2 separate regions of the Hordeum vulgare genome follow, and region 2 is linked to region 1. Evidence: chromatin contacts called from public Hi-C data. All regions are on one chromosome and are shown on one strand. Each heading gives the region's core, a stretch centred on a gene start, on an enhancer-like site or on the middle of the called end of the contact. The rest is flanking DNA. Distances are from core to core; before and after follow the strand shown. Region 1 has its middle 13 kb from the start of LOC123405101. Region 2 has its middle 140 kb from the start of LOC123405940.

The links. Hi-C and Micro-C count contacts between places; a contact is called where the count stands out from the background.
Region 2: a Hi-C map of leaf shows a contact between it and region 1, with 5 times the contacts expected there. The contact joins two enhancer-like sites. A contact is called at or near these places in 2 of 6 Hi-C or Micro-C datasets (leaf and seedling).

What each region holds. Positions count from the first base shown.
Region 1 is chr6H:65,582,455-65,585,258 of MorexV3_pseudomolecules_assembly, forward strand. It overlaps the pseudogene LOC123404293. Among protein-coding and RNA genes, the nearest start is that of LOC123405101, 13 kb to the right of the region's middle. Within about 2 kb of position 1,492, at least 3 of the 3 cell types and tissues checked have open chromatin away from gene starts, as enhancers often do. A contact at or near this core is called in leaf, where this site is marked.
Region 2 is chr6H:66,437,559-66,440,613 of MorexV3_pseudomolecules_assembly, forward strand. No RefSeq gene overlaps it. Among protein-coding and RNA genes, the nearest start is that of LOC123405940, 140 kb to the left of the region's middle. Within about 2 kb of position 1,298, at least 1 of the 3 cell types and tissues checked has open chromatin away from gene starts, as enhancers often do. A contact at or near this core is called in leaf, where this site is marked.

The sequences.
Region 1 (2,804 bases), core at 242-2,741:
TTCTGATGCAGATTGGGCAGGATGCCCAGATGATAGAAGGTCTACAGGAGGCTTTGCAATATTTCTTGGAGGAAATCTAGTATCATGGAGTGCTCGTAAACAACCCACGGTCTCTAGATCAAGCACCGAAGCAGAATATAAAACTCTAGCCAATGCTACTGCCGAAGTTATTTGGGTCCAGAACATGTTGAATGAACTTGGGATACGTCATCCAAAGGCAGCCTCCCTTTGGTGTGATAATCTTGGTGCTACATACTTAGCTGCTAATTCAGTTTTTCATGCCAGGACTAAGCACATTGAAATTGACTATCACTTTGTTCGAGAACGTGTTGCTGACAAGCTGCTGAATATTAGGTTTATACCTACAGGTGATCAGATTGCTGATGGTTTTACTAAACCACTTACCCTTAGGCAGCTAGAAGCATTTCGACACAATCTCAATCTAGATAGTTGTGATTGAGGGGGAGTGTTAAACATTGTATAGTTAGGATACGGTGATGTATAAACCGTGTCCAACCCTTTGTAAACCGGTAGGTCTAGAGATAAGATCCATGGTTGTTAAATTACTTGAAGATCAATCCTAGACCTAACCAACTTGTGTAATCTCGGCATTGTGCCCCTATACCTGCAGCCGATGCATACGCTTAACCTATCGTTTTTCACACGTCAATCTTGTACCTCATGCGTCGTTCATTTGCCTCTAGAGCAAGAAGCTTGAGCTGCTCCATCTGCTCAGCAATGCGATGACGCTCCCGCAACGTCTTGAGACGTTGAGCTGTTTTCTTGATGAGGCCGGCCTTAGCATCAGATGCTCCAAACTGGCGCATGAAGTCATCGATGCAATTCTCCATGTCGTAGGACATCTCTCTGACATGATCCCTCCAGTTCTTGGCCAGCGGATCTAGAACGTCCATGAGCTCCAGCTTCTCGAGGGCAGCTGTCATGGCGCCGAGCTCACGGATGAGGAACGACGCCTGCTTCCTCACCCCCTTGAGCTTCCTGTACTCGTCCGCCATCAGCGTGGCGAGCTTGCCGAGCAGCGGGTTCATTACCCCATCGTCGCGCTCACGGCTGGCGATGACGTCATCTCGACCCGAGCCTCCTGTCCGTGTTGGCTGGCTGAGCAGCTACGCGTGCTGCAAGTGAGCGGGGCGGCGACTCGGAACTGGGCGGTGTAGGGAACGGCTATTCGCCGGAGCAGCCGGCGGTGAAGTCGAGCGGGCAGTCGAGGCGGAGCTCAGGAGGTGGACAATGGAGACGGTGGCTGGCCGTGATGCCGGTAGCGGGAGGCCGGGCGCCGTGGTTGGAAACAGGGAGGTGGATGGCTGCACCGGAGCGATCTGAGGCCGGGGGTTGGGCTACAGGGAGGTGCGGCCGGAGGGGAGGCGGCGGATGCCGTCGGTCATGGCGGGGGGAGAGTAGCACTGGAGCAGCAGCAGAGGGATGCGATTTGGGAGAGGAGGACCAAGTCAGAGACGCGTCTGGATATGCAGAGTGGGAAAAATGACAGGCTGTGATTTGCGGACTCAAGGAACGAAATGCTCCGTGACTGATCATCCCAACTCCAACAGCGCGATACGAACTGATATGCGTTTGGGCAGTGCTCTCCACGGCGCGCCCCTCAAAACTTTGGGCCGTCCGCGCGTGGATCGTTCGATCCGTCAGCTGCATACGGGCCACATCGTTAGATCTTTATGCAGTAAAATTTCTTGATGTAACAAATTTCGTTTACGATGTAGCAATTTTCGTCTACGGTTGCAACAAAAATATAATTATAGCAAAAATATATATCAACGTGATCATAATAAAAAACGAAGCTGATAATGCGTGGTAGCAAAACAAAATAAGTGTTGTAGCAAAACAATCCGGTGAACTCGGGTTGCAACTCTAACGAACATGTATGCAAATTTTTTTAGTAAACGGTTGCAGCAAAAAATGATACCGGTTGTAACAAAAAAAAACTGGTTGTAACGAAAAATCCGACAAACTGAGGTTGCAACCAAACGTATATGCAACTTTTTTAGTGGACAAATGTAACAAATTTAATCACCACAGGAGAAAATGTTGCATGGCCATACGCCGGGTCGCGCGCCTCGCGAGGCGCGTGGGTTGCGAGCGACCGGCACGTTGCTTCCGCCGGCGCGTTGAAAGAAAACGTTTCCCTGTGCATTTTGTTTAAGTCTTGTTCGTTTGGGTCAGCTCCCTTTTTTTTTTGCAAATGGATCATCATGCCTTCAATGAGACGGCACATTTTTCGTCTCTGCACAGACATTTTTAACGCTAAAATGACCTGCGGTCATAGATCATGTGAGCTATCATGTGAGTGTCAAGAGTTCACATCGGCTATATGCCAGCAGCCGGTATATATATATGCCAGCCTACAAAATAATATACAATTTTTAAAATAAGAATGTAGTTCGACCACGCCAGCACACAAAATGAGAATATAGCACAGCATTCCGACATGGATCAATTGTCTTCGTGGCTGAACATGTCGGCCTGCATCTTCTCGAATCAAGATCGCTTCTTCGGAGAGACCATGCTCAAGCCCACCTTCATGATCTCGATCCCCTTCATCATGCAAGCTAGCCGGACTTCTCTTGCTTTGGTGGCTGCTTTGATGACATCGATCTCTAGCATCTTCGCTTGCTTCTCCGCCTCTAATGTAAGCTTCTTGTTTTGTACCTGGATGAAGGCCCTAATTTGCTCCTCCTTGTCTTGATCGCGCTTCTCCTTCGAGTCTTTGTTGGCGATCATGCCTTGCAAAGTAACTTGCAAGGCAAGGGACGCCACCTCGCGCTTGT
Region 2 (3,055 bases), core at 48-2,547, 850 kb after region 1:
AATATAATATTTTATTATAATATTCTTTTATTATACATGCTCTAATGTTCATGTGGATATAACATTTTTTTTTTGCTCTAATTGGTCCCCTTAACATCCAAATCTTAGTAATCCTGCCTCTACCACTGGTCTTAGTGCATACTTCTCAGTGCATTTGTCATCTCATCGCTAGCGTTTAGACCAGGTGCCTCTGTTCGCAATGCATGAATTCTGACCCCTTGTAGTCTGTATGGTCAACATCCAACTTTTAGCATCAGTTTTTTTTTAAGATCATATGGCCTAAACCAATCTCGTTCTTTTCCCCTAGTTATGCTTCGTTCACGATGAACTTTGTAAATACATGCACAAGTCCTTTCGGCACAAAGAAAAAGAAAACGCACAAATCCAAATCTCCACAAAATGAACACCAACAAGAATCCTTTCGGCACAAAGGGAAAAAACACACAAATCCAAACCTCCACAAACTGAGCACCAACAAGAAACAGTAAAGCCACATCGATGTTGGGAGGTCTACTTCCATGTACATGCCTTGTCAAGTTCATAGTCCTTACAATAGGACTAGAGCAATGATGGGTGCAGTACAACAACCACAAAATCTTTGTGGCCAACACCTTTCACATGTCCACCCTTTTTAACCGGAAGGAAATAAATGATGTTCTCCTTCAACCATAAAAGGAGAAAAAAATTGTCCTGCACAGGCAGTCGCCTTCGTTCTGTCACATTGCGCCTCCACTGCTGATGCCATCACCAAAGGTACAAGCTGAGTTATGCTTCATTTAATTCAAAAGCTTAGCTTGGATAGGAGTACATTTCTCGGTCGAACAAGGCCCATACCACGAGGACAAAGATTTGTTCGGTGATTTCAGCGACAAGGCCCGGCTTGATGTGATGCCTTTTCCTTTCAAGAGAAACTGCTTTTGTTATGTCACTTTCAAAACGGTTCCTTTCATCTTCTCTTTTTGGAGGAATTGCTTTCGTATTCTTCACTTGTTAATTTCCTTCTCTTGGCTTGATTGTAATGCTGGAGCAGCTAATCCACACAATTTAGTGAGGACTGAACGTTGCTATATTTTTTGGACAGATATTTTCGAGATTAATGATCATTGAGAGAGTCCAAAATCTCAGGTCAGGTGTGATCAGGGATATTTGCATGTTTTTTATAGTCGATCCGAAACTCCGAGATGTTTCTTAGCAACTAGATTTATCCAATGAAAAAGATAGGAAAAAACGATGGCTATTTGTTAGTTGTTGCATGTCCTTCTCAAGTGTCAACTGTTCTCAGCTTCTGTTCGTAGAGTTGGTTCGTTGCTTTAGTTTTTGTCCCAGTGAGATTAATAGAGAAGTTGACGCATGAGTGTGCGTGCCGATGCCGGACAGCCGGACACGCAAAGCCTGGGAAATTGTCTACACTCTAGACAAGTACTCGTACTACTGTACTGTACACATGTTTTCCTTCTTCCCAGCTGATAGAGAGATACGAGAGATGTGTCATGCAGTATTATTATTTGGACACGCCGAAATACAAGGTAAACGTACAGATCATCACGATGACACGGACTGCATACCAGAGTCGAGTTTTCATATTGACGAAATGACACTAAACATCTTGGTTAAATTTTAAAATAGGCTTTCGTCTCGTTTTATAAATAAAGCAACGGTTCATACAACCAACAGTCAGGTCCACAGCATACTTGACGGCTGCGGCAGCATCACGCTCATGCCTAAAAAAGAAAGAGAAAATAAGAAAAAAGTCACCTAGTGGTTGCTGCCATGCGGCCCTACACAGATGATAATTGGCGCGTCGTAGTGTGAAGCGCGTCCAGCATGCTGCCAAGTCGATCACGATCTTGTTGACTAAAGAATGGGTGTCAGTGCAGCAGAAAAACAAAGAATTTGAATGAGTAAGCCGCCTGCCTAAAAAATATCCGCCCAATAACCATTTTATTGTGTGTTGTTCGGAGGGTCCACGACATCGCTGCAAAGATCAGCCAAAGCAGGCGGCGACGTCACCTAGGTTGATTGGACCTCGTCTGGAGAAACTCCGCGAGGTCCTGAGCCTCCCAGTGAGGCCCAAGAGCCTTACGTATGAATGTGACTCGCGCAGCCGTGCAAGTGAATATGATGTGGGTCCCGGTCTCCGGCACCGAGCATAAGGGGGACAATCCATCACCAGGTCCGTGTCGCTTAAGCACCTCCGTCCCCGAAGGGATGCGGTCTCGAAGAAGTTGCCACACAAAAATCTTAATCTTCAAGGGCAGGGGAGCCTTCCACAAAGCCGAGAGCCAAGGAATGGTGGGGGATCGACATAATGCTTGGTATGCCTTGTTGACAAAGAACTCACCAAACGGTGCTAGCCGCTAGGACACGGTGTCCGGATATTCCGGGAACACCACCGGTAAAGAGACCCTTAGACGGTTCTACTCGGTTGTTTCCGTCGGGGCAAACGAAGGCGTGAAACCGGACATCCCATTGCCCAAGATGGAGGGCGCGGAAACAAGAAGGGACGGGTCTATGCAGATAGAGAACGGTATAGGGAATCCCACCCTTAGTGGCTCGTCCCCCACCCATGGGTCCAACTAGAATTGGGTCTCGTCCCCATTACCTATAGAGAAGGAAATTCCTAGTCAGATTTCCTCCTTGATCTTTTGGAGCGCACGCGAGAACTGGGATCCACCCAAGTAGGAGCAAGCGAAGAGTGGCTCACCCCTTAAGTATTTTGCATGAAGGAGTTGGAGCCACAAGCCTCCGTCGCCATGCAAGATCAGCCAAACCCAACGTACCATAAGCGCGATGTTCATCCGACGGGAGTCCATAATACCAAGGCCTCCGTGGCCCTTGGGCAAACATATGTTCGTCCACTTGACCATGTAATACTTTTGGCGGCCATCAGATGCCTGCCAGAAGAACCTCATGAGCTCCTTATCGAACGAGCTATGGGTGCCCTCCGGTAAGATATTCGACCTCATCATGTACATTGGGAGGCTTGCTAGGTTGGAAGTAATGAGGACCGTACTTCCTTTCGAAGTAAACCGTCCTCGTCGTGGCTCGACACACG